6 separate regions of the Mus musculus genome follow, and regions 1, 2, 4, 5 and 6 are each linked to region 3. Evidence: chromatin contacts called from public HiChIP or PLAC-seq, Micro-C and promoter capture Hi-C data. All regions are on one chromosome and are shown on one strand. The core of a region is the stretch at or near the end of the contact, and the rest is flanking DNA. Distances in the headings are between cores, read along the strand shown.

Region 1 (4,564 bases), core at 814-3,313, 840 kb after region 3:
AAAAAAAAAAACCCTACCTTGAAAAAACAAAAGAAAATTTTGTGTTCATGTGTGCCAGGGTATACAGATGCCCTGTGTGTATGGGGTGGGGAGGTGCCTATGGAAGTCAGAAGAGGACCCTGGGTCCCCTGGAGCTGGACTTACGGGCAGATGTGGACAACCCAATGTCATGACCTTCAGTTTGTGCATGCATGCACGCACACGCACATAATACCAAGTCACCCTGGGCTTCCTAGAAGTCAAGTGTCCGTGACTGCTGAGCCATCTCTTCAGCTCACTGTGTATGTTTTTGAGATAAGAGCCTTGATGTATAACTTAAACTGGCCTCAAACTTGGGAGTCCTCCTGCCTTTGCGTCTAATGCTGGTATTCCAGGGATGAGCCACCACATCCTATTCCACATAGCTCTTTATGGCCTTCCTTCTCCCCTGTTTGATTTCCAAATATGAGTACTTTGTCTACCATGTTATCTCTAGTGCCTGAAGCTCTGCCTGGCATAGAATATATATTCAAAAACATGTCTATAGCTAGGTATACTCGTGCACATTGTAATCCTGGGATTCGGGAAGTATCAAGAGCTCAAGGCCATCCTACATCAAAAACAGCCGGGCAGTGGTGGCACACACCTTTAATCCCAGCACTTGGGAGGCAGAGGCAGGCAGATTTCTGAGTTCAAGGCCAGTCTGATCTACAGAGTGAGTTCCAGGACAGCCAGGGCTACATAGAGAAACCCTGTCTCAAAGAAAAAACAAGCAAACAAACAAAGGGACTGGAGAAATAGGTCAGCAGTTAAAAGAGCCTATTATTCTATCAGACGACCTGGGTTGAGTCCCCAGCATGCAAGTGTGACAGCTCCCAAATGCCTATAACTCCAACTTAAAGGGATCTAAAACCTCTGGTTTGCACACTCGTGTGCACAAACAAAAACAACACACACACCAAAAACACATCTCTGTAACGGGTCCTCATCCTCTGACCTGATCAACCTGTCCCCCTTTAACCAGCCCCCCTTGCCTTCACTCCGTCCACCACCCCCACCACCTCACTTCCCTCAGCCCTTGTGCAAAGATCCCAAACTCCTGACTTCCCGTGAACCTGTTTTAAAACACCCCCGGTTGGATGCATCCCAATGTCTGCCAACCCCCAAGCACAAATCTTGTCACTTTGATCTGTAAAGCCAATGTGGCTCTCCAGCTAGAAACCGCTTCCCTAGCCCTGACTCCAGACTTCCTTTGACATAGACCAGAGAGGCATAATGGCTCAGGAGGCAGGCGCACGCAGATGGATTTCTGTAGGTTCCAGCCCAGTCTAGCCTACATAGCAAGTTCCAGGCCAGTCGGGGATACATAATGAGACACCCACAAAATAAATAGATAGATAGATAGATAGATAGATAGATAGATAGATAGATAGATAGATAAGATTTAAGAGGAACCGAGAAAGAGCAGCTGAGAGTTTAACAACAGCTTGAACTAAGTACCAAGATCCTGTCTGAAGGAATGAAGGCAGGCAGGCTGACCCAACAGCCAGACAACCTGACAAACCTGCCCGCCTCCACACAGCTCTGCATCTACCTGCTTTTCAAAGGGGCAAAACAGGGGAGCTGAGTTCAAAGATCTTTCTATCCCCAACTCCATACGGCGTTCTTTATCAACCAGACTATACTTCCCAGCAGCCTGTTCGCTCGTACCTCCCTGCAAGTGACACGTAGGGCCCCATCTAGGTCTCGGGATGTTTCACTCTGGGGTCCCAATGCCCACCCTGGCTCCAGTCATTCTGGCCACTTCACCCCCTCTTCAGCAGCTTTCCCAAAGCCCACGAGCTCTCCCAGCCCCTTGCAATGCTCCTTAGAGAAGGGGCCTCGGATCTTGGACGCGCTGGGCCTCGCAAGGCATGCAGGGAGGTCACTGCAGGCCTCGGGGCTGTGCAACCCTCCCTGGTGATCTTCCACCACCCCGGCTCACCCCGTGCAGATGGAAGCCCTCGCCGCCCGCCGGCTGCTCGCTGCTTGCCCCTAGCCCCATGGCCGCCCTCTCCCGCTGCTGCGTGGCCTAGTCACGTGGGGCCAGGCCACGCCCTCCCGGATGTCACAGTTCTTAGCAACAGGCCAGCAGCCAGGTTGCCAAGGACGCGCGCGCCTTAGACTTCCGGCCGTGAGCTGGGCTGCGAATTGGGCGGCCAGAGCTGGGAATCCCGCTCAGCCGGTCATCACCTGAGCCGGGCTGCAGCCATGAGCAGCGATGACTCCTCTCTCATGGTGCGTGAACTCTGGGCCGCCTGCGCTCGGGACTACTTCTGCAGTCAGGACTGCTGCCCTGGGCTAGCTCTCTGCTCTCTGACCATTTCTGCTCTGGGGTTACCTTTCTGCTTTCTCTGGCCATCTGCCCTTGGGCCACCCTCTGCCACACCATCCACCCTGCTGCCTGCCCTCTGGCCATCTCTACTCTTAGGCTACTTCCACCCCCCAACCACCTCTACCCCTCTGTTCACTACTCTGGCAGCTTCTAGAAGTCCTTCCATCTTCCTCAGCTCCCTAACCAAAGCATTTCCCCTCAGTGTCCTCTGCACCCCTAGCCTCAAATTAGCACCCAGACCTGATCCTATCCCCCAAACCAATCCGTGCCTGTCCATTATCGCATCTGCCTCCCACCTAAGCCATCTGTGTTCCACTGCTATGAGGTCTATGCCCACCTCCAACCCTGTTCCTAATCTAACGAGAAGTGTCAGCTTCCAAAGTCTCCAGAGCCACCATGTATCTCTCCCTTAGACACCTCTGGCCTGGTTTCTCTACTTGGGCTCTTTGCACCAGCACTACTGCCTGGCATTACCCATGTGCCACCTGCAGCCACCCACACATCACTGCACGCAACAGCCAGAGTCATTTCTTTAGAATATCATTTGAGGTAACTGGGGATCTGGCTCAGTTCCTAGAATATGCACCAAGCCCTGATAGCCATAAAACAGGTGTGGTGGTAGGTGCCTTTAATCCTAGCACCGGAGAGGTGGGGAGGGAGGGTCAGAAACTCACCATAGTTGAGTTTGAGGCCAGTCTGGGATACATGAACACCAGGCTCTGCCAAAAGTTTTAAAAATCTGAAAACTTCACTCCCCTACTTAAAGCCATTCGAGCTGGTTCCTGTTGATGACCCTGTCTGACGTCTAGGCTCTTTCAAATGGCCCATGAGGCTTTTACGACCTAACCACATCTATCCCCAACTCAACACCCACAAACCTTAGAGGAAGTGAGCTTTTGCTTTGAAATCTCAGCCCCAATTACTGTGTGATCTCCATGGGCTGTGTCTCCCTGGGCTTCAGCTTCTTTAGCTGTGAAAGATACCAAGATGTGTATAGCGGAGGACATGGAGACCCTGAAAATGACCACTCCTCAGTCCCCTTCCTTCCCAGCCTAGGATGAGCCTGACTTGAAGCTTACATGGTGTATTGACCATCCCCCAGTCACCTAAAACCTCTGCCGTAGCCAAACTCCCTGGAGCGCCTTCCTTCCCAGGGCTGCAGAAGGAGAAGGCCAGGCCTGAATGCTGCCTCTCCCTTCCTGTTTGTAGACGTGAGAAGGAATGGGTCACCTCAACAGGAGTGGGTCTCACCCCATCGTGACCAGAACAAAGATGGAGGGACGGGAGCTATGGCAACCATGTTCTTTCTTTTCATGCAGGCTTCGATCATTTACTACAGCCAGGAAAAGTACTTCCACCATGTGCTGCAGGCTGCGAATGTGGGCCTAGAGAGGTACAGCAGCGACCCAGCCCTGCAGTTCTTCAGAGCGTATGGAATCCTTGGGGAAGGTGAGGCATTATTCCTACCCCAGGGGGAAACATCCTAGCTTTTATCTTCTAGCAGCATCTGGATGCCAGCTTCTAGCTATGTTCCCATGGAAACACCCCTGGCCCTCCCAGCCCCCCCCCATTAATGAACAGAAACCTGTAAAGTCTATATATCAGGTTAGCTTTTGAGATCGTGTCTCACTGCCCCCTGCCATGAGGCTCAGTATCCCTATCTATAAAATGGGTTGTTAAGAGAGAGAAGGCTAGGACTGTTTAACCCGTCTCGGGCTTGGAAGTTGGATCTGGAGGAAAAGAGAAGTGGGAGGTGTAAGCACTGGAAGGTTCAGATGTGAGGGAGTGGGGCTTAAACAGAGCCTGGGTGCTGAGAACTGTCCAAGCACCCTGTAGCTAACATTAGGGACATGTGGGATAAATGTAATCGGTAGGCCTTGAACAACCAGGTGGGAGTGCTCGGTCCCTCCTCAAAACTGACTCCAGTCCCTCTAAAGTGCCCAGGCTCGCTCTCAGGCACATCTCTAGGTTTCAAGTTTCTCAACCAGTCGGCCAGATGTAGTGGAGCACATGGGAGGCGGAAGCGGGAGGCTCTGGAAGTTCGACATTACCTTAGACTGTGTATCAAATTTCAAGTGCCCGATATACAAAAGAACCTTTCTCAAAAACAAAATAGAAAGTGGGGGCTGGAGAGATGGATCAACGGTTAAGAGCACTTGCCGCTCTTACAGAGGACTCTGATTCCATCCCCAGAATCCACGAGGCAGCTCT
Region 2 (4,670 bases), core at 1,405-3,904, 590 kb before region 3:
TCAGATGAAGTCTTCAGGGTCTCTGAGATACTGGATCACATCTGTGAATAGGAAATGTTTGACTTCTTCCTTTTCTGTCCGGATCCCTTTTCTTTCTTTTCTCTTAGCGCCCCATGCTGCACTCCCAACTCTGCAGGACATGTTTCCTGCTCTCCTCCATTTAGAATAAATTTAGAGTTTAGATGTTTGTAGCGTGTAGCTTTAAGAGCTTTTGTTTTCCTGTGTGTGGGTATTTCGCCTGCATTTCTGATTGTGCACCACATGTATATCTGCTGTCCTCAGAGGTCAAAAGAGAGTCTTAGAGCCCCCAGAACTGGAGTTACAGATGGTTGTGAATCACCATGTGGTTTGGGTGCTGGGAACCAAACCAAGGTCCTATGCAAAAGCATCGAATGCTCTTATCTGATCTGTATTGTGTTGAGAAATTTTGTGCCTTTGTTCATCAGGGAACTTGGCATGCAGTGTTCTTTGTGTGTGTGTTCTTATCTAGTTTGGGCATTAGTGTAATACTAACGAGCTGTGCTCCTTCCAGGTTGTCGAGATTGCCAATTTCTGAAAAGTATGGTAGAGTTCAGCTGTGAGCCTGTTTAGTTCTGGGCTTTTCTTTGTTGGTGGACTCTGCTACTGTGTGTGAGGGAGAATTGTGGAGATCAGCCACATCTGGACAGCCCTCACATCTGGACAGCCCTCACATCTGGACAGACCTTGTTGGGCTACCCAGGCCACGGTCTGTCAGTCAGACTAATACATCCCATGTGTCTATATATCCACTCCATTGGCTCTGCTCCTTTAGAGAAAGAACTCTGACCCAAACACTGCCCATCTCTAGTTTTATTCATGTGGAATCACCCCATTGGTTATTTTTGCTAGAGTATTTCTGTTTGCTTGTTGTTCTTGTTTTTTTGTTTGCTTGTTTGCTTGTTTGTTTGACACGGTTTCTCTGTCTTAGCTTTGGCTGTCCTGGAATTCACTCTGTAGACCAGGCTGGCCTCAAACTTAAGAAATCCAAGTGCCTCTGCTTCCTTAGTGTTGGGATTAAAGTTGTGCACCACCACCACCGCCATCTGGTTAAAATGTAAGCTCTCATAACCTTTCCTGTAAGCAATTCTGTGGAGGCATTGTCTTGTTTAATGATTGATAGTGTGAGGGTCCAGCTTAATGTGGGTGGTTCTACCCCAGGTAGGTGGTGTTGGGTTGTATAAGAAAGCAAGCTGAGCGATCCACTGGGAACAGGACAGCAAGCACCACTCCCCCTTTGGCTCTGCTTCAGTTCTTGTCTCCAGCTTTCTGACTTGAATTCTTGCAGGCAAACTAAGACAAGGTAGTATATATGCCCAGAGACAGGACTCCTTCACTTAGGTTTTTGACTACGAATCTCCTCCTCTGGCATGTGACTGGCATTGGAAGTCTTGTGGGACTGAGGCCTAAACCTGTGGATCTGGTTTTCTCTGTCTCTCTGTCTCTCTCTCTGTCTCTGTCTGTCTCTGTCTGTCTCTGTCTGTCTCTGTCTGTCTCTGTCTCTGTCTCTGTCTCTGTCTCTCTCTCTCTCTCTCTGAGTCAGGGTGTCCCTATGTAACATAGGCCCATCTGGCCTGGAACTCGGAGATCACCTGGCCTCAGCCTCCCAGGTGCTGGGATTAAAGGTGTACACCCCCATGCACCAGTTCTTAATGTTCTGTTCAAAGAATCAGAACTGAATGGATGCCATCCAGGTAGTAGCTTGTGCAGAACCCAGAGTTTCGAGGTCATATGGGTCTTTGTGAGCAGAGGTTTCAGAAATATTCTATGTTGTGCAAGTGTAGGGGGTTCTCAGCAGATGGAAAAGTCTAGGTAGGGGAAGACAGCTCCTTTGGAGTGCAGCCACAGATATTAAGCACTAAAGGCAGATAATTCTGACTAGGCAGAAAATTGTGCACCTGTAGGCCTCAGCTATTCTGGAGGCAGGAAAATCACTTTAGTTAACAAATTCAAGGCCAGTCTGCCTAATTCAGCCAGACTATTTATGTTTGAGACAGGATCTCACTGTAGCTCAGACTGGCCTTAAATTCATATAGGCAAGAATGACCTTGAACTTCTCGTCCTACTGCTTCTACCTCTGGATGCTGGGATTACAGGTATACACCATCACACCCAGTTTATGCGATGCTGAGGCTAGAGCCAATCCTTCCTGCATATGCTAGGTAAACAAACGTTCTACACCCTCAGCCCCAGATTTTCTCTTTAAACCAACCAACCAACCAACCAATGAACCAATGAACCAACGAACCAACTAGCTGGCCAACCAGCGAACCAACTAGTCATCTATACCATCCAACCCACTATCCAAAAACCTTTCGAGAGAATTCTAAACGATCGTGCCACACGACACTGAATACACTTCTGCATTCCTAGCTCTATCCTCTCTCACCCCAGCCTTCTTCACTGTGGTGCTCAGTGGTGGGATGCTCCCTATTTGACAGCACAGCTCCAAGACTCCCGCTAGAGTCAGCGCAGACGCCACTGTGCACGCGCGTTCACCCGCACCGCCTCCATATTGTCCGCCGCGGCGCTCCGTAGCAAGCCCCTGGCAAGCTCCACGTCGACCGCGCAGGCGCCCGGGGCGCGTTCACCTGCTGCCGTTGTCGCCGCCGCCGCCGCCGCTGACGGGGCTGGATGGGGGGCCGAGGCCAGCCAGGGGCACCCAGAAAGAAGAGACGCGGCGGCGGCGACGCCGACACCCGCACGACGAGCGCCCCGAGGTGCCCGCCAGCTCCACAGGAAGGCGGCGAGGCCCGGGCCCGGCCGCCCCGCGGGTAGAGACGCTGCCGGCCCCTCGCCGCGCCATGTTCAAGAAGCTGAAGCAGAAGATCAGCGAGGAGCAGCAGCAGCTGCAGCAGGCGTTAGCCCCTGCTCAGGTACGTCGTCCCCCTGCGCCGAGGCCCGGGAAGCGGGCGAAAGTTCCCCATGACCTTTGACCTCCGCCCCAGGAACACCCCCCCCCCCCAAACCGTAGCCCTGGAAGGTTTGGGACCACCCAGCCGGTGTAGGAACCCTGGCCTGGTTTCTCCCAAAACTCCGTCCCTGTGCAGGGTGACGGGACCGGTCGGGACATTTGACTTCGGAGTTTCCCCTCTAAGGACCGACCCGGTCTGACAGATGGGTGCGATGGGTTCGGGTCCTGCGTGGGGAGCTTCTCTCGCCCGTCAGAGACCCTGACTCTAGAGTGGTGACGGGGGCGGGGCAACCCAGATCCTTTGTGATATGTGACCTCTGCCCTCTGCCCCATATATGACCAATGTCCTCTGGGTTCCCTGGACATCGCACCCGGAATGACCAGGTCCCTGTAAGTCTCCTGCTTCCAAACCCTGATCGAGGCAGAGAGTCGAGCCTGCCCGGGCCAGGCTGCTCGCAGGAGCCGAGGGCGGCGGTCCAGCGACCAAGCCTGTCACGAGTTAGTCACTTCGTGTAACTTGGGTGATGGCGGACAGGGCTCAGGGGCAGACACTGAACGGGACGGGCACCGAGCCTGTCAGCAACCGGGCTCTTGCATCTTTTCTGGAAGGTCGTTGCTTTTTAAGGGAGTATGGTTTCGGGCTGGGAAAAGGGGGCGTGTTCGTGTTAGAAACAAACTACCCCTCTCCAGCACTCAGGGTGTGAAGGACGGGAGGGGAGGGTTTCTGCTGAATCTCTCCCCAGTCTCCCTGAATATCAGTAGATTGAACACGAACGTCTTTTCTTTTATGGTTAGAAACCTGGAAAGCCCATGGCTCAAGAAAGGTCGTAGTTTGGCTAAGTGGGAAGCAGTTTGGGTGTTTAAATATAACGACCCAGCATTCTGTTTCTAGAAACATAGTCTGAGAAGATTTAGGATGCAAAAACATTTAGTTACACGATTTCTTTTTTCTTGTGTGCGCGCGTGGGCAGGTGGCAGCCAGAAGACAACCATGGTGTCGTCATTCCTCATCCCTCGGGCTTTATTCTTTTTATTTTACTATTTAAAAAAGATTTCTGGATTTCTTTATGTGAGTGTCTTGTCTGTCTGTATGTCTGTACACTGTGTGAGGCCAGAAGATAGTGTTGGATCCCAGGGAACTTGTCATGCATGGTTGAACCATTATGTGGGTTGGTCCTCTGCAAGAGCAACAATTGCTCTTAACCTCTGAGCCATTTCTCCAGCACACCCCCTGGCCTGGAACTCACCAAATAGGCTGGGCTCAATGGCCAGCAGGCCGAGGGAATCCACCTTTCTGCCTCCTGAGCACTGGGGTACAAGAGTGTGCCACCACAGCTGTCTTTTTTAACCTGGATTCTGAGATGGAAACTCAGGCAAGCATTTTACCATCTGAACTGTCTTGCTAGCCCTGGCGCTGTTTTAATGGTAGCACTCTGGGGCCAGTAAAGAATTGGCTGGATACATTCTTACCAGGGGGCTGATTATTATACAGCGCTAAAAAGAAACAACGTTGATTTGGATCTCTGCTCCACATTTATTTAGTAGTTAGTATAGATTACTTAGACCTCATAAACCTATGAGGTAAATATTATTCCTCCTATAGATGAAAATGTGATGAGACCCAAAGGCAACTGCTACATAGAATCAGAGCTGCAGGCAAATATTGTCTACATAGACTGAGAGATGCTACAAGAGACAAATTAAGTGCAGCATATGAATTGTGACCCACTTTTTATGG
Region 3 (4,101 bases), core at 1,567-4,066:
CTTGAACTAATGGTTGCCAACTTCCAAATGCTAAAATTGTAATCTTGTGCCACTGTGCCAGGCTTATAAGGTGCTGCGGACTAAACCCAGGAATGTGTGCCCGCCGAGCTACTTTGCTGAAGTTAAGTCCCCAGCCCCCACTAGTATTTTATCCTGGCAACATCCTCTGTGGAAAAATATATTGCAATCCCATGGATGAGAAAAGGGCTCAGAAAGGCCACAGCTACACAGCAAATGGCAAAGCTAGAGTTGGAGCCTGTGGCTCTAGGGGCTCCCTGTCCCTTTTACAGACTGCCGGCTCGGGCAATAGGGCAGGTGGGCCAGGTGCAGGGCAAGTCAGTGTGGTGACTGTCTTTAGTGAAGGAAAAGGTCCTGGGAAGTAATGTCTTTTCAGGGCCCTGCTGGGGATGCCAGTCCAGGCTTAGTTAAAATAGAGAGGGGTGGTGTAGGAGGGGAAGATGGCAACTATAGTATCAATTAGCAGGCTTCAGTGGTAGAAAGAGCCCCTTGGTCCGTGCATACAAATCCAGCTACATTTGCCCTTGATTCTGTCCCATCATCTAACCACTCTGCCAGACAATTCCCAGCTTGTGGGCACACGAGCGTGTGTGTGTGTGTGTGTGTGTGTGTGTGTGTGAGAGAGAGAGAGAGAGAGAGAGAGAGAGAGAGAGAGAGAGAGAGACTTCTGCAAGGAATTCAGGGGAGAGTGAGAACTCTACTGTTTGTCTGCACAATATGTGTCTTTATCCAACATCGCCTCTGTATGAGTAAGGACAGAGCCACGTGTCATCTCTTGGTGAGTCCACAGGTCTCCAGCTAATGGAGGGGACTGAGGGCACCTCTCCAGCAGACCCCCAACTGCCCAAGTCAGAAAGTGACCAGTGCTGTGGGACCTGCACTGTGGAGAGGAGTGCAGACTCCCCATCAGCTAACAAGTACAAGCCACAGTGACCACGCCCTCCCACAGAGACCCTCCTTGACCCCTCTCCCCTCCCCATCGGGTTGGCAGTGTAGGCAGGAGCTGCTTCTGGAGGTCACGGTGGATGCCACGCTTGAAGCGCTGGGCCCACAGGTCCGTCAGCTTGGCCACAGTGTACATTCCAGTCCTGCAGGAAAGGCTGGACTGAGTCACAACTCCAGGAGGCTGGGCTCAAACAGGATGGGCCAGGCTGGCCAAGCCTGTGCTGTATTAGACTGAGGCTCTGTGTCTTCCTGGGTACGGGAGATACCAGGGCTGACCCAAGAAAGAAATGGGACCAGGGTACAGACACTGAGGCCTGCTCCATGACCCAGGTTCCATGACACTATGGCGGTCAGAGGCAGCCAGAGGGAGGCGGCCAGGGGAGAGCCCGCCCCTCTCCACTGTGACCCTCAGAGCGGCCACCCTCTGTTCCCACCAGTCAGGAGCTGTAGGGGCATCTCTGACCTCTGGAGAGAATGAGGGAACAGTGGGAGGGGCAGGAACACAGCCCAACAAGGTGGCTTTTAGAAACCCAAGCTTACTGGGCCCCCACAACAATAAAGTCCAGGTCAACTGATGCAAAACAGGTTGGGGGCTGCCTGCAGGGCACACATCCAAGGGGGAGTGGAGCGGAGGACAGGTGAACACAAAAATCTACAGCCCAGGAGGCAAGGCGTCTTAGTGGGTAAAGGCAATTGCTGCCAAGCCCAGTGACCTGAGTTTGATCCTAGAACGCACAAGATAGAAGGAGATAACTGATTCCTGCAAGTTGTCCTCTGATCTCCATACACCCATACCCCCTCCAGCACAAGTACACGTTGTTTAATTAAAAAACAAAAACCAAGAACCTACAATCTCAGGGATACTCGAGTTAAGTGAAAAATACTGTGAAACCGTGGATCGATGTGAGAGGAGCAGGTATTGCTGAGCTAATAGATGACCTGGGGAGACACGAAGGAAAGACTCCCCACAGCCCCTCCCACAGAGTGTGCGTAAATACCACTTAGTTCCTTGCTCTTCCCTGGACGCTTCTAAGACAGGCAGCCAGGAGCCTGCGCTTTCCCTCTCTGCTAGAGGGACAGGCATGGGGAGAAGAGCTAGCCCAGATGGGAAGAAACAAAGCCGGCTGGACAAAGGACCAAGCTGCCAGGCGGTTCTAACTGAGATCTGGCCCAGTCCGACCAGGAGGGTCAGCAAAAAGACAGCGCTGCTCCTCCCAGCCCTGGCATCGCTTTTCTCTGTTCTGGGGAGCGAAGGCTGCCAGAACGACTTCAGCCAAACTTGCACACCTCCTCCTCGCCCCACCCATTTACACCCTCATCCGCCACACCCGCGCGGCCTGACTCGCTTCAGGCGCACCCGTGTTTTGGGGAGCCTCTGAATCGAGAGTTTGGCTAAGGATGCTGTCCCTTTCCTTCCCTGACCCCTTTGGTGCCATCTGGACCCAGGAGCCCAGCCTTTTATGAACAGGCTAAGGGGAAATCCCCGAGAGATGTCAGCATTGCTCCCCGATCTCTTGGGCCAGATTTGGGGGAAAGTCTGGAAACGCCCAAGGTTGTGTCCAGCGCGGGCCGAGGTTTTTCTGGGATCCCACAAGGGGACAAGGAGTTGGCTCTCTGGTGGTTTAAATGCGGCCGAAGGAGCTGTTATCCCTGCCGCCCGGGTGTATTTCGGCTTTCCCGAGGGTCTCCCCTACGTTCGGGACACTCACCGTGCAAGGTCAGGAAGTCCCGACCGGAGTCCATGCCGGTCGGGGCGCGCGGAGGAGGGGACGCGGCGTGATTCACTTGAGCAAAATCACCAAGCGGCCTGGGGTCCTTGCGCAGTCCGGTGCAGGGACCCAACTGAACTGAGATGGGAGGCGGCCGGGGGTGGGTCCAGAACACCGTACCGCCCCCCGGACCCGCCAACCGGCGCTTCTCCCCGCCCCCTCCAGGGGACCTGGAAAGGACGCGGTGCTGGGGGCCGGGAAGACTAGCCAACCCTGGCCGGGGCTCGGGCCAGCTGGGTGCGCCAGGGCCAGAAATAGTCAGATCCCTCCTGCTTCCTCCACCGCCACCACCCACAGGCCCTGTCATTACGGCGAGCTGCCGGCCCCACGCCCTGCCTGTGGGCGCCTGGCCTCGCCGGGGTTGTGGGTGATGTGGGAAAGAATCAGAATCGGGTCTTAGCGGGGACAGGAATCACTGCTAAAGCGGCTGATTAGCCAGGCAGTCTGGTCTGTCTTCTAAGAAATGCGTGCATGCACGGGCCCACATTGCCACGTTTGGGGAGAGTAATATCTAGATTTTTTTTTCAAGAGAGGGGCCCCTCTCTTTAGCTCTGAGAGACGTCTCATTTCCGGGGGTGTTGAAGGTGCTTTCCTTAAGGTAGGGGTAACAGCAAGCAGGTATAGGCCCCTCACTCCCTAATGAGGGGAGAAGACGGAGGCCTGCCGTGAGGCTGCCTGGGCAAGGGTCCCGATACTGGAGGCAGTTGGCCTGGAAGAGTCTAGCCGGGCTCTCCTCAGCTCTTTCTCTCCTAGCATTAGCAGGCCTCCGTGGCCTGTGAAGCATGGGCTGTCTCCCGATTCTGAGTGTTAAGGCTGGGTTTTAGAGAATCACTTGCCGTTCATGTACACCCCACCCCACCCGCACCCCCACAGTGTGGGGCTGGCACTCAGGCCTCCCACTCCCCACCCCCACCCCCGTCTTGATGCCCTAGGAAGGCCCCCCCCAGGTTTCCTTTCCACAAGCTGGGCGCTGTACTGCATGAAGAATGAGTAAGGCTCCATTGCAGACAGAGCCTGGGAAGGGGCAAATTGAGAAATTCCTTCCCTGACTTCCGTCTCTTTCTCCAAAGCCCTACTCTCCAGGTCTTCCCTGAGCCTTGGAACCTCCCCCCTCGGTCCTGTCCTGGAGCCTGGCAGGTATTCGCATCCATGAGTCAGGCCTCCTCTCCTACACCTGAGACCAAGAACTCCTGACACCAGCAGTTGGCACGGCTTCATCTCCAGAGTCATTTCTTCTTGTCATCTCCGTCTCCGAGTCCTGGGCTCCAAGCCAGGGCATTACCCACCACTAGGGCCTCTCCCTCTACCACAAAAGACCATGGCCGGGTTTATAGAACGCTCTGCTCCTGAGTACTCCAAGCTCACAGAC
Region 4 (4,530 bases), core at 621-3,120, 620 kb before region 3:
AACGGTGCCCGTTGCCTGTGTGGCACTGTGCCACGCCAGCGTTTCCCCGGTCTCTTCAAAGTATTTTGAAGGGACCTTACTTCTGGCTGTGTTATAATACAAAACTGACATATAACTTCAGTCACCCCATCTGCAGATAACGTGAGATTCAGTCTCACACCTACATCTCCCTCAGACATCCTGCAGCTCAGGGCCAGGCTAACGAAGACTCCAGGTTGAGTCCCCAGCGCAGTGAGGCCCTTTTCTTGGAACTCGCATCCCCCTTGTGGAATCCTCACGTTCAATATCTCGCACCCTTTGAGGGGAATAAAAATTAATCCCAAAGGCTTCGCTGCATCAAAACAAAACAAAAACATGCGGGACGGAGCCCGAGACCAAATCGGAGCTGGGATCTCTGGACTGATCGCGCAGGATGTCAGCCCGAGTTCTCTGAGCCAAAATTGACAAGGTTGTTGTTCCAAAACACTTGAAAAGCTTTGCGAGCGCCCAAGACCCACTACGCTATTCTATCAAAACCCCACACAGCATCCAAGTCCATGAAGGATCGCTCCACTCCCTAACACGGGCGTGCCCACGTTCGTGATTCGCGGGGTTTGGACCCAGGTTGGAAAGCTTCGCGCGGATCTGCTGCTGGCGTCTGAGCGCTTAGCAGATCCCGCGGCCACCTCATCTGTTCTCGGCAAAAGTTTCCCGTGTGATCGCATTGGGTTGGGGGAAGCAGAGTCCCTACATCTCGACCGGAAAATGCGCTCCTGGAGCGACTACTGCAGGCGTCCGTAATTGCTTATTAGAGGAGAATGTACAGGCTTCTCATCGTCAACGAAACGTGTTCCCCCTTCTGTAATAATAAAACAATAAAATATGACGGCCCCGTCCTTGACTGTTTGCGGAAACGCAGGGGGGAAAAACAGGCAGCTGGAGCAAAGGAGCTTAATTCAATATCAAACTGATTATTTCACTAATTATTCTGCCTTCTGTATTGTGCCGCAGAGAGGCGCAGGGAATCTTAACTGCACAGCTGCTAGGGAACCTTTGTGTCTTAGTGTCAGTCCCCACCAAAGATGTTGGCGAAAGCGGGGGCTGGGGGAGGTAGGAAACATCCAGTGTTTAGAAAAAACCGAGCAGAGGGAATTCTGAGTAATGAAAGTGACGGCCTCGGGGAAGCCGGTGTTTTAGCGCGGTTGTAATACTGAGTGTTTGGTTCGTCCGGTCAGGCTCATGTTGGGTCTTCAGAAGCCCACTTCAGAAGCTAGAAGCTGGAGTCTCTGATTCAGACGCGGAATCCTTTTGCCATCTCTGGAATCCCAAAAACTGAACGCGAGGTTTCTCTCCACCAAGTCTTTACGCTAAAAGATGGGACAGGACAAAAAGCGGTTCCTGTGTGCTGAAGGCCAGGAAGTCAGAAGGAGGGTGTGCGCAGAGACTTCGGGTCGCTCTCCAGCCCTCCCCTAGATTTGCACCCCCGGGGACCTGAGCCTTCCTGCGAGCAGGGAGCTTGTAAAGACGCCTTCACGGGCCTCTGGGACCTGCCAAACTAGACCCGAACTCAGGAATGATTCCTATGCCGTGGGTAGACCATGTTCGCAGACTTCAAACCCGTTTCTCCGGCGCCATAGAGCCACCGGGTACACCAGGATTGATTCTCAGTGGGATATAGTTCTCCCAAAGACGCTTAAAGAAACACCAAACCAGCAATAACAGCCAAATAAGCTAAGAGAAAATGAAACTCGCAGGCGACCCGATCCAATTAATAAATACTTAATTGAATTAGTGTCACCTCTAACAGCCAATAGCAAAGTCCCCTAGCCATGGGGCTGCGAAGCCCCTCCCTGGCCGCACATATATAAGCAGCCAACCACCGCTCACAAGTTTCCAAGCGGTCAAGTATGCCTAGAGTTTAGCAGAGCCAGCCGAGAGGAAATGGCTGGTTGCTAAATGGGAACTCAGAGCTAAGTCCTCTTCTTCCTTAGTGTGAGTGTAGGGGTCCTGAGAGGTTAGACAAGGAGGGAAGGAAGAAAAGAAGGAAGGAAGGAAGGAAGGAAGGAAGGAAGGAAGGAAGGAAGGAAGGAAGGAAGGAGAGAGACACCTACAACCCGGGGTTTGTTTTCTTGCGGAAGGAAAGGGGCACCTACAATCCCGAGTTTGTTCCCTTGAGGGAAGGACGCTAAATTGGGCGCGCGCTGAAGCCGCCCCGCAGGTCCGCAGGTGGGTAGCCTAGGCGAGGGAGGAAGGGGACATTACCTTCCCCTCGGAAGAGGGCGCTGGCTCCCCCAACTGGCCTTTATAACCAGGCCGCGGGAGGCGAGGAGGCAGCCGGTTGCCGTCTGCGATTCGCTAAAGCATGCAGTTGGGAGAGCAGCTCCTGGTGAGCTCGGTGAACCTGCCCGGCGCGCACTTCTACTCGCTGGAGAGTGCTCGCGGAGGAGGAGGAGGAGGAGGCGGAGGAGGAGGGGGAGGCGGAGGGAGCGTCAGCCTCCTCCCCGGTGCTGCCCCCTCGCCCCAGAGGCTGGACTTAGACAAAGCGTCCAAGAAGTTTCCGGGCAGTCTCCCGTGCCAGGCGGGGAGCGCAGAACCCGCAGGCGCCGGCGCGGGGGCCCCCGCGGCCATGCTCAGTGACGCGGACGCTGGGGACACCTTCGGGAGCACCTCGGCGGTGGCCAAGCCCGGGCCCCCGGACGGCCGCAAGGGCTCCCCGTGCGCGGAGGAGGAGCTGCCCTCCGCCGCCACCGCCGCGGCCACCGCGCGCTACTCCATGGACAGCCTGAGCTCCGAGCGCTACTACCTCCCGTCGCCGGGACCGCAGGGCTCCGAGCTCGCCGCGCCCTGCTCGCTCTTCCAGTACCCGGCGGCGGCCGGAGCAGCCCACGGACCCGTGTACCCCGCGTCCAATGGCGCGCGCTACCCCTACGGCTCCATGCTGCCCCCCGGTGGATTCCCCGCCGCCGTGTGCCCGCCCGCGAGGGCGCAGTTCGGCCCCGCTGCGGGTTCGGGGAGCGGCGCTGGTAGCAGCGGCGGTGGTGCCGGCGGTCCTGGCGCCTATCCCTACGGCCAGGGTTCTCCGCTCTACGGGCCATACGCCGGAACCTCAGCGGCCGGGTCTTGTGGAGGATTGGGGGGCCTAGGGGTGCCTGGCTCCGGCTTCCGCGCCCACGTCTACCTGTGCAACCGGCCCCTATGGCTCAAATTCCACCGGCACCAAACTGAGATGATCATCACCAAACAGGGCAGGTGAGTGCAGGGTGGAGGGACCCCAGGCGCCTGGTTGTCCGCACACTGCGGGCTCTGCTTAGGGTGTTTAAGTGGTACATCATATCTCCAAAGTCGTGTCCCTTACTTCCTAAGGCACACCTGTAGCTTGGGCTCCGAGCCCACGTTACTCTCCTCTCTAGTCACCTTCACCGGGATTGACTGGGAGGAGGAGGAGGCGGAGATGGAAATTTGGGAATGAACCCTTGAGGGCAGATCTACGTGACCCGCTGGCTCCTGGGTTTGCAGCAGGCGATTTGTGGGCTGCATAGCGAAAGAGGGCTAGCTGGAGCTGGCTGCGGCCTGCGCACAAGTGTTTGAAAAGAAGCTTTTTAAAGCTCCTTGGTTTGGTGGGGCTCTTCTGTAAGAAGAGCAGAAAGAAGTCGGTTTGAGCTGGTGACTAGGTAGACAGTTTTTGGAGCCAGATGTTTGGGGGAGGGGGCTCTGCTTGCGGGGAAGGGACCAGAAAGTTCAGGCACACCTTCAAATTGTCATCAGCTACTTCTTGAGGAAGTGAGGAGTGGATATTGGGAGACAGGGACCCAAAGAGGGCTCGTTGAGAGAGAGAGAGAGAGAGAGAGAGAGAGAGAGTGCAAGAAGGCGCGCTCCGGCCTAATGTTCTCAGTCACCTATGTCTTTAAAAATAATTTTAGACATTTCAGAAAGAAACCTAGTAGATACCTGAAAATAGATGGATGTCTCAGAAAAGAAGCACGCGAATTAGGGAAAATACTGATTTGGAGGCTGTTCCAAATAAATATGTCAATTTAAAACCATTTTCTTAGTTTCAGGCCGTAGTAGCCATTTTTGTTTGTTTGCTGTTTATTGCAGACCCCCCATGTGTCCGGGAGGGACCAGAGCCGCTACTTAAATAATTTCCTCTGGTTCTGTTCTTTGCACAGGCGCATGTTTCCTTTCTTGAGCTTCAACATAAACGGACTCAACCCCACCGCCCACTACAATGTTTTCGTGGAAGTGGTTCTGGCCGACCCTAACCACTGGCGCTTCCAGGGGGGCAAGTGGGTGACCTGCGGCAAAGCGGACAATAACATGCAGGGTGAGGAGAGAGGGGGCCTGGACCGGGAAGAGGTCGGAGCCTCAGTGTTGGACCGGCCACATTTAAATCAAGCATGTCACCCCAACCTGGGGCATGGGGATGTTAGCATGTGCTGCCTTCTGCTGCTGGGGAGAAATTTACTCCGTCCTTTTTCTTGTTTCTCATTATATATCAAACCTTGACCTTGACCCTATGAGGGCTATGTTTGAGAAATGAATAGCCAAGTG
Region 5 (4,080 bases), core at 1,109-3,608, 890 kb after region 3:
GGGGTGGGGGTAGGGCTGCAGCAGCTACTCAGGACTCAAGATCCTGTTCCCAGGGTGAACACAGTCCTGTCCTAGGGTCCTGGAGGAAGGAAAAGCCATTCCCAGGAGCTGGCTCAGACAGAAACACCACACCCCCTGAGGAGCCCCAGAGGCAGGCCCCGGAATCAAAGAGAACCGGGCTCCTTCCGGGATGGTAGCAGAATCTGGGGCCGCCCCCTTCCTGCCACCACACACAGGCGCTGACAGCCCAGAGAACGGAATGTCACCCCAGTCTAGTGACCATAGCTATTTAATACACTGAACCAGCGAAGGCTATTCCACCCAGGCAACAAGCGGCAGCTATTGGAAGCCTCAGCCCGCCAGTGTGCTCCAGTCCCCAGCCCCTTGGCGGCCTTGATTCCCCCTTCCAGGAATCTGAAGAATGTGTCCTTTGACCTCAGAACCCCAGGTCTTGATCAGTCATGCCCCCACCTCCAACACCTAGGGTCACAGGACCCCAGACCCTCCTGAAGGGCTTCCTGGGATGCGGAAAATCACCTACAAGCAGTTCACGGAGACAAAGTGCTGGGCAGCTCAAGACACAGCAGACAGGAAGCACTGACGTACCCCTCCCCCACCCATGCCTCAGAAAGTGATGGGGGGAGGGGACAGTTCCTTCGATTCAGACTCCAGGGCCCTGCCCTGGGTAAATGCCAAATGTTTGCTGGCTGTATAAAATACTCAGTTCTACCCAGGGAAAACTGCACTTGACAGTCACCCCTTCCTCCACCTTAAGCCAGTTTTTCACATTCATTCATTCATTCATCAATCTAATCCTGGCTAAGCTTCCTAAAGGCCAAACACTATGACAGGCATTGGGCACACAGGTAAAGCACCTACAACTAACACCTCTCAAGTAGGAGTTATACAGGATAGGCAAGAAGGGTAGAACTGGGGACGAGGCAGGCTCCTCTGAAGGAGGGATGTTGGCAGAGTTCCAGATTGGGGGGGGGGGGTCACACTGCATGGTACAGGGACTGGAGCAAGGACAGCCAGTGCGCCTTCTGGTGGCGATGCAACTAAGAGGGCCTGTGTTAGCCCGAGGGCACAGGAAGCCACCCAAGTGCGTAAGTAAGGACTGACAATTCTAGATTTGCATGGTTGAAAGATGGCTCAGCGCCTGAGCCAGAGAGGGTGTGACCCGTAGGACACAGGGTAGGGCCAGGTGAACTGACAGGACAAGCGCAAAGGAGAAAAGGGGGTGGATTTGGTGACAGCTCGGGAGATGTGGGCGGGGCTGTCAAAGATTTGGGGGCAGAGAGTATTGACTTACTCTCTGCAGAAGGCTGAGACTTCGGTCCAGAGATGTTGGGTGGGTAGCTAGAGAGGAGGGAGGAATTCTCTGTTGTCAGGAAGGTGGGCTACATCTGGGAGTGACTGTATCGGCAACCCGAGTGACTAAGTGTGTGGCCGTTGCTGTGGTGTAGGCTTTTCTACAGTACATGAAGGCGAAAGGACCTCCGGGAAGGGGAAACTGAGGAAGGAGAGGAAATGCATGCAGAAGAGGGAGTAGAGGTGCGTGGGAGAGAGCCTACGTGTGCCCGCGGGTGGTCGGTGTAGCTGCGCCCCGGTGACTCACGGCAGTGGCCTCTGAGTGTGACGGTGACAGGTGAACATACGACACAATCCTTCTCCCCCCCGCCTCCCTCCCGGGGTCCGTGACTCACCAAGCCTCGCTCATTCCTCACTCATCCCTCCAAACCCTCCCTGACCCCCGCCTGCCGAGGGCGCCCGGCACACGCCGCAGCTCGGGCACCCTCCCCCTAGGGAGCCCGAGGAGGAAGACGACCAATGTCACCTGCCCCGGCCACGCGAGTAACTTCTGAAAAGTTCTCAGGCAACTAGGTCAAAAGGAAACTCACCCGCGGGCACGCGCGCCCCGTCCCACTGCCACCTGCGCCCGGCTTTGGGGCGCCTGGACATCTGGGGTAACCACAACGAGGCGGGGGAGGGGAAGCCTGCCCCCCCCCCGCCACCTCGCAGCCGTGGGCTCTCACTCCAGGCGCCAGATCTCCAGTCGGGCTCGGAGGCCGGATCCCGGCGTCCCCTCCGGAGGACCCAAGGGAGATCAGCGGGGAGCTGGAGTGACAGCGCCACTCACCCGAGACGCCCCCTGCCCCATTTCCCATCCCGCCGCGTTCAGGAACCGTGGCACTCACCTAAGCTAGCAGGGCTCGCCCAGTTCACCGAAGCCACTCGTGTGCCGGCCCCAGGGTCGCAGCGCACACAGCGACCCGCAGTGCGCTCGGCCGGGCGGCCGTCGGTGCAGCCGGCCCAGGTCTGCGCGTCCGGCGGCGGCGGGAGAGACTGGCTCAGCCCCGGCCCCGCCCGCGGCTCCGCCCTCCTCGTCAGTGGAAAACTCCGGGGCTCACGGCGCTGACGCACGCCGGGCCTCCCGCCAGGCCGCCCCGCAGCCCGCAGCCTTCGGCCCCGCCCCGGAGGCACCGCCCCCTCCCCCGCCTCGAGCCTCCCCGCGGACTGTGACCGGGCCGCGACGCCGCTGCTCCGCGCTCGGCTCCTAAGATCGCGGAGCCGAGCTTCGTGCAGAGCCGGGTCCTAGAGATGCCCGCTTCTCCACGCCGAGCAGTCCCGAGCTGCAGACTGGGTAGACTGAGGCTGCGAGCGATGGAAGCTCCTCCCCTGCCTCCACCCGCCCAGGGCAGATTATTATCAATTCAATCTGAGGACCCTTCCCCGGCCCTCACCCCACCTCTTTTTCCCAGATCCCGCAGAAAGTTAGCTCAGACTGGAGACCAGCCAGGGATGAGGAGAGAAGAAAAGGTCATCCTAGGGCCTGGCCTTCACCTCTGCCCTCGGGCCAGAGCCCTTACTCCGAACAATACCTAAAGTAGAGATTGCTGGAACCAGCTTCCCCACCCCCATCCCTCCTTAAAAAAAAAAAAAAAAAGAATCTGGTTTCTCCTAGGCCGGACCCTGGCTACTTACAGCGGATTGCTGCCTCCTCTGCTCCCGCCAAGACCTTCCTTAGGCTCGCAGCCAACTCCCTGTACTACTAGGCAGAAGAAAGTGTGTTCTAGCAGTCAACTTCTCTCTCAGGAGCCCACCCGAGTCCTCGTCAGCCCACGGCAGGGCCAGTTCGACCCAGTACCTAGAGCGCTTTTCTCTCCCGTTCTGACTGCACCGCCTGGAACGTTTCACCCTCACTCTGCTCACCTGAGGGAATCCCAACAACGTCTAGGATGGCTCAGCAAGGACTGCCTCCTCCTCCTGGAAGCCTTCGTGGAAGCTCGACCCTCCCCCTCCCAGCCCCGCTCCCGCTGCATTCTGGGTTCTTCTGACTGTCCTAGATGAATGCTGTCAGTGGCTAGTCCAACCCTCAGGATTCCATTCTCCCCTCCCCCGGGTGTAGTAGGGAGGTGACCTTCTGTCCTGCCTAAATGGCACCGAGGGTGGGGAGGATGACGGGCCCTTTCTTCAGTCTTCAGTCCTGGATGTACATGTGTACAGAGGACAAGCAGAGTGGGGGTGGGGGAGTCAGCCTGCCCTTTATCTGTGGTAATCTGGGGTCTGAGATCCTCAACACACAGCTTTGGTACACAGAAGCTGCCGGGTGGCTGAGTCTGCTCAGGAAATAGTCTACAGGGCTAGCTGAAGAAGCATGTAGCTCAATGGTAGGGCACTTTCTCAGCATGTGAAAAGCTCTAAGTTTAAACCCCATTTTGAGAACAAAACATGGCAGATCCGTGGTGGTGCAGGCCTTTAACTCCAGCATTCAGGAGGCAGAGGCTGGGGAACCTGAGTTCCGGGCAGCCTGGTCTACAGAGCAAGTTCCAGGACGGCCAGGGCTACACAGAGAAACTCGAAAACAAAACATGACCTGGCATGGTGTTGCACACTTTTAATCCCAACACTCAAGAGGCAGAGGCAGGGGGATCTCTGTGAGTTCAAGGTCTACATAGTGACTTCCAAGAAAGCCAGGGCTACGTATCTCAAAAAAACAAAAACAAACAAAAAAACCAAACCAACAACAACAGAACACCACACACCAGCGAACTGCGCATCCGTCGTCTATGGAGGTGA
Region 6 (4,584 bases), core at 1,696-4,195, 530 kb before region 3:
TGTTCATCACCAAAGGAGGTCAGGACTGGAACTCAAGCAGGTCAGAAAGCAGGAGCTGATGCAGAGGCCATGGAGGGATGTTCTTTACTGGCTTGCCTTCCCTGGCTCGCTCAGCCTGCTCTCTTATAGAACCCAAGACTACCAGCCCAGAGGTGGTCCCACCCACAAGGGGCCTTTCCCCCTTGATCACTAATTGAGAAAATGCCTTACAGCTGGATCTCACGGAGGCATTTCCCCAACTGAAGCTCCTTTCTCTGTGATAACTCCAGCTGTGTCAAGTTGACACAAAACTAGCCAGTACAGGGAGTATATTTATATGGGTATTTGGGTGCTAAGGGAGTAGACTGTTCGCCACTGTGACAGCCCTCTGTGGGTCTAGGGTGAGGAACAGGAAGATAGGTAACTGTAGTCCTCTGGAGGCTGTGTGAAGGGAGCTGCCCTCCAAGCTGAGCTGTGGGACAGCAGTGTGGGACCAACTGAGCTGACTCTTTCGCAGGCTCCTTCCTGAGCCTGATAGCTAGAGCTCGCTGCCTTATGCACTGAGTGCCTGGGCATCTTCTAGTAACTGCGTTTTCAGAAAGGGGAGCTTTAATTGAATAATAGTGTGTGTCAACTGGCTTAACGAATCAGATGGGAGCGCTTGCCCTTAAGTCAGCATAATGGGCAGTCCAGGCTTCAGGACTCAGAGCAAAACTGCTCTGTTCTCCTCTCTTCCTCTTCCCTCCCCCCTTTACCTCTGACCATGGGATACTGCGCTTTCCCCATCCTTCATGGTCGCTCTGAGATGTTGTAATAACAAATGTAAGCACAAAATGTTTCAGGTTCCCTCCTGATCATAGATGTTTCTTTCTGTTGTTGGTTTGGGTTTTTGAGACATGGTCCTATGTAGCTCATGCCGCCATGATCTTACCGTGAAAATGACTTTGATCACCAGCTTCCACCTTCCATGCCAGGGTTGCTGGTTCAGGTACCATTCATACTTCCCACACATGAAGAATGGAACCTTGCTTTTGCTTCAGATGTCTTTAGGCCCCTCACACACAAGTGCATTCCCTTAGTTAGGGTGACAGTTGTGCGTGTATCCCCGGCATGGTGCTGGCATATGCTGGTTCCCTATCTCCTCTGCTGTCTGTGACAGTGTAAGTGCCTAGCGAGGCTGCACTCTCTGTGAGGTCCGCACACGTAACTCAGCCGGAGCCGCTTCTTCACGGTTCTTCACGTGCATTACCTCTGCCCATGCTCTGAGTCTTCCTTCACCACTGCTGCTCTGTGCGGCTTATGTGGCTGTGCTGGTTGGAATAAGAATGGTCCCTGTAGGCTCCCGTATTTGAATGTCTAGTCCAGTTGGTGGATGTTTGAGTAGGATTAGTAGGAGGTATGGCTTTATTGGAGAGGGTGTGTCACTGCGAGTAGCTTTGAGGTTTCAAAAGTCCATGCCAGGTCCAGTCCTAGATCTCTGCCAGTTGCCTTTGGATCAGGCTGTGGTGGATCTGAGCCACTGCTCCAAGGCCACACATGCTGCCATTGCTCCCACCATGATGAAGACAGACAAACCCTCTGAAACTGTAAGCAAACCTCAAGTAGTTCTTTGTAAGAGTTGCCATGGTCATGGTGTGTACAGTGACCCTGTCACAGCAACGGACACATAGCGGCATACACATGTCAGGCATCTTCCTCAGTCGCTCCCCATCTTGCTTCCTGTGGCTCAGTCACTCACTGAAGCTGGAACTCCCGTGGTGGATTGACCCTCGGGAACGTCCCACCAAGACGTGGGGTATGGACCTGTACCACCAAACCTGGCTTTTCCCTGTGAATCAGGGCTGTGTAGCAGACACTTTATCTGCTGAGTCAGCCCCTGGCCTCTCTGTGCTGCATCTTTAAAAGGTTTTCACTTTAATTTTTATTTAGAAAAGCTTGAATCAATATAGTGAGAATCACTTTCATTCTTGTTTGTTGTTTTTAAGGGACAGAACCTCTGCTTGTCTCTCTCCTCCTTCCCTCTTCCTCCTTTTCTTCTTTCTGTTTTGATAAACTAGGGATTTGCACAGGGCCTGGTGGTACCTTGTTGGTGGCTCCAGGTCCAGAGCTATTTTTAAGTTCTGGACAATGTATTGGGATTTTTTTCTAATGCTTAGAAGGCTTGCCTTAGCTTATTTGGTAATCTGCAGCTATCAAAGGAAGTGTCGGACATAGCTGAATGTCTGAATGTGCCTGAGTAAGTAGCTATGGAGTCTGGGTAGCCACAGGGATGTGCAGGTGGACTCAAAGCAGCCAAGGCCTCGGACAGTGACCTTTCAGTTACAGGGCAATGGTATTGCGTGCGGGGCTAGGTCGGTGTACCTCGCTGAGGAGACGTCTGATGCCCAGCACCACAGCCTGGGCTCTGCTGCTTTGTTTCCCGTAGCTTCGGAAAGTTTCATGAGAAGAATCGGATTTTTCAAGTGTCCTGTGCTCATCACACTGTTTGTGCCTAGCCTTCTGCTTGTCTTTGAGAACGGTGCTTCCCAGGCGTCTGACAGTCCGCTCCTGTTCAGTGACGCCTAGAGGCGGTGCTCACTCAGCGAGATCAGTTAGCACAGAGGTCTCGCATGATGTCTGACTGAGGCAAGATCTGAGTGCCCTTAGAACACAACAGAAGGTGATCTGTGTGTCAGACTTCTAAGCAGGACCGTGGGGACAAAAGTCATCTAAGTCTTTTCTGGTTCAGCCTTGTCTATTTTTCGTTTGTTGTATTATGTTACTTGAGCACTGCCGGCGTGATGTGAGGACGGATGGGTATGAAATGTGCAGGTCAGTAGACAAGCTTCAAGGACCAACTCGTGAGTTACCCAGTGGGAAAGTACTCCCTTATTTCCTGAGTATCTGTAGGAACCCCACTATAGACAGCACCCAGCCTTAAACCCTAGGATCTGTGCACAGTCAGACCTGATGATACCATGGGGGAAGCAGCTGCTGGCCTTGGTTGACAGGGACAGAGGCAGTGTATGGGAGCCATGGCATTCCAAGAAGAGTGAGCAGCGCTGGTCCAGCCTTAGATTGGGTCAGGAAGGAGTGACGAGTTCTGTGTCCCACACATGTGTGACTGTTGGGTAACTCTCCCTCTGCCTGCTTTTTAACATTGCCACATTGCTGTTTTCATGCTGAAGGCCCGTGAAGAAGAAATGACTGGCAAAGTGACGGACCTGCAGACCCAGCTCGAGGAGCTCCAGAAGAAATACCAGCAGAGGCTGGAGCAGGAGGAGAGCACCAAGGACAGTGTGAGCTGCTTCTCGGGGGTCTGGGAAGTGTGGCCATTTCCTCAGCTTGGCTTGCCCACTGCCACACATTCAGCTCATTTGACCCAAGGGCCTTTGAGAACTCAAGTTCCTTTTTCACTCAATGCAATTAAAACCAAATGTTCAGATCTCATGTTAAGTGCAGTACTGGAATTTAAATCCAGGCTTCCACATTCAAAGCTAAACTTTGCTGTTTCTCAGTGCTTCCTGGCCTTTCCACAGACAATCTAGCAGACTGCAACTCCACCCTTGAGATTTCTTACAGGTTATCAGTCACTGAGGGCTGCAGTTTCTCAACAGCCAGCTACGTGGCTCTCCTTTCCAGAGTGCAGGGACGAAGCCTCTAAAAGCCTGTCTGAGCAGCACCCCTCACTAGCGACCAAGTGAAAAGGGCCTTTTTCCTGTTACAGAGAGCTGTGAACAAGTTCTGTCTGTCTGCTTAGCGTGTGGCTGTGGGTGAGGGCACACCTTTGCTGTTAAGTACTGCTTCTATGAAAACACGTGTCTTCGTACCAGGAGCTTCCCTGGCCTCAAGAGTATTGATGCTGTATCCTCACTGACAGAGTGTTGGTGCATTGTGAAGCCGACACAGATGCTGAGTTCTTATCCTTGTCTCAGAAGAGGGAAGAGACTATCCATACACAGAACTGTTCCCGTAGTCTCTCCATTCTCAATGTTTTGACTTTGTTTTACTTGAGATGGTAGGTCCTGCCATGTTTCCCAGGCTTGAGCCTTGAGTTTAGTCAGCTTCTGCTCAAGCCGTCTTCCCAGCTCCGCCTCCCAAATCGCTGGCATCAAGCTGATGCAGTGTTCCTTCTAAGTTCTAAGGCTTTGAGTGCTGAGTTCCATGAGAAATACTGTGTAGTCAGAGCCTAGCATGGGCCTCAGAGGTTGTGCTCAGAAATGTGTTACAGGACTTTGAAAGATGGGACATATGTACCCACGAAGTTAAGTGCATGATGGACAAACATATTCCTGTGTCAGTAATTCTGAAGGATAGAGATTACCACTTGTGTTGGGCATCTGTCCCCCTTTCTGACATGACAGCTACTGTGAGAGCTGTCGCAGCCTTCCAGTCCTTTCCTCTGTGTTATGTATGTTTGCATGTGGACAGTTTGGGTAACAGAAATAGACCAGGTTAGAAACAATGAATTGAAGTTGCTTTATTTAAGACCTGCTCGCTTCTTGTTTTCTCATCATTTCATGGTGCTCTGTTTTATAGTTTCCTCTACCTGTGGGTTTTATAGCTTATATTCTTTTCTTTAATCTCCAGGTAACAATTTTGGAGCTACAGGTAAGATTAGTTTTT

Evidence for each region. Promoter capture Hi-C pulls out the DNA fragments that hold promoters and counts their contacts. Hi-C and Micro-C count contacts between places; a contact is called where the count stands out from the background. HiChIP or PLAC-seq counts read pairs in DNA pulled down with a chosen protein or histone mark.
Region 1: a contact with region 3 is called in an H3K4me3 HiChIP or PLAC-seq map of stem cell-derived neural progenitor cells, with 4 times the contacts expected there. The contact joins the promoter of Gorasp1 here to the promoter of Plcd1 in region 3. A contact is called at or near these places in 3 of 39 promoter capture datasets (the 3T3-L1 cell line, embryonic stem cells and liver) and 1 of 115 datasets of contacts at active chromatin or transcription factors (stem cell-derived neural progenitor cells).
Region 2: a promoter capture Hi-C map of liver shows a contact between it and region 3, with 3 times the contacts expected there. The contact joins the promoter of Golga4 here to the promoter of Plcd1 in region 3. A contact is called at or near these places in 2 of 39 promoter capture datasets (liver and pre-B cells), 3 of 115 datasets of contacts at active chromatin or transcription factors (bone marrow-derived macrophages, craniofacial prominence and embryonic stem cells) and 3 of 9 other capture datasets (adipose tissue, embryonic stem cells and liver).
Region 4: a promoter capture Hi-C map of embryonic stem cells shows a contact between it and region 3, with 4 times the contacts expected there. The contact joins the promoter of Eomes here to the promoter of Plcd1 in region 3. A contact is called at or near these places in 2 of 39 promoter capture datasets (embryonic stem cells and pre-B cells) and 2 of 115 datasets of contacts at active chromatin or transcription factors (astrocytes and craniofacial prominence).
Region 5: a Micro-C map of embryonic stem cells shows a contact between it and region 3, with 1.7 times the contacts expected there. The contact joins the promoter of Csrnp1 here to the promoter of Plcd1 in region 3. A contact is called at or near these places in 1 of 39 promoter capture datasets (the 3T3-L1 cell line), 1 of 484 Hi-C or Micro-C datasets (embryonic stem cells), 2 of 115 datasets of contacts at active chromatin or transcription factors (astrocytes and extraembryonic endoderm stem cells) and 1 of 9 other capture datasets (embryonic stem cells).
Region 6: a promoter capture Hi-C map of pre-B cells shows a contact between it and region 3, with 3 times the contacts expected there. The contact joins the enhancer-like site here to the promoter of Plcd1 in region 3. A contact is called at or near these places in 10 of 39 promoter capture datasets (the 3T3-L1 cell line, the HPC-7 cell line, cranial neural crest and 7 more), 7 of 115 datasets of contacts at active chromatin or transcription factors (astrocytes, craniofacial prominence, embryonic limb bud and 4 more) and 1 of 9 other capture datasets (pancreatic islet).

The regions. Positions count from the first base shown.
Region 1 is chr9:119,935,495-119,940,058 of GRCm38.p6, forward strand. Gorasp1 (golgi reassembly stacking protein 1) reads right to left here and starts at 2,064. Exons shown (of 9, transcript NM_028976.2): 1 at 1,964-2,064. The coding sequence starts at 2,023. It overlaps Ttc21a (tetratricopeptide repeat domain 21A), which reads left to right and starts at 2,112. Exons shown (of 29, transcript NM_028735.3): 1 at 2,112-2,256; 2 at 3,673-3,802. The coding sequence starts at 2,230.
Region 2 is chr9:118,503,664-118,508,333 of GRCm38.p6, forward strand. Golga4 (golgi autoantigen, golgin subfamily a, 4) reads left to right here and starts at 2,655. Exons shown (of 24, transcript NM_018748.3): 1 at 2,655-2,894. The coding sequence starts at 2,823.
Region 3 is chr9:119,090,686-119,094,786 of GRCm38.p6, forward strand. Plcd1 (phospholipase C, delta 1) reads right to left here and starts at 2,817. Exons shown (of 15, transcript NM_019676.3): 1 at 2,673-2,817. The coding sequence starts at 2,706.
Region 4 is chr9:118,476,319-118,480,848 of GRCm38.p6, forward strand. It overlaps Eomes (eomesodermin), which reads left to right and starts at 1,871. Exons shown (of 6, transcript NM_010136.3): 1 at 1,871-3,228; 2 at 4,149-4,303. The coding sequence starts at 2,342. It overlaps Gm33408 (a long non-coding RNA gene), which reads right to left and starts at 2,330. Exons shown (of 5, transcript XR_871338.1): 1 at 2,242-2,330.
Region 5 is chr9:119,981,421-119,985,500 of GRCm38.p6, forward strand. Csrnp1 (cysteine-serine-rich nuclear protein 1) reads right to left here and starts at 2,359. Exons shown (of 5, transcript NM_001357562.1): 1 at 2,199-2,359. It overlaps Gm33800 (a long non-coding RNA gene), which reads left to right and starts at 2,425. Exons shown (of 4, transcript XR_871355.3): 1 at 2,425-4,080.
Region 6 is chr9:118,562,411-118,566,994 of GRCm38.p6, forward strand. Golga4 (golgi autoantigen, golgin subfamily a, 4) reads left to right here. Exons shown (of 24, transcript NM_018748.3): 18 at 3,147-3,257; 19 at 4,549-4,569. Among named protein-coding and RNA genes, the nearest start is that of Itga9, 42 kb to the right of the region's middle. Within about 2 kb of position 2,946, at least 3 of the 459 cell types and tissues checked have an H3K27ac peak or open chromatin away from gene starts, as enhancers often do.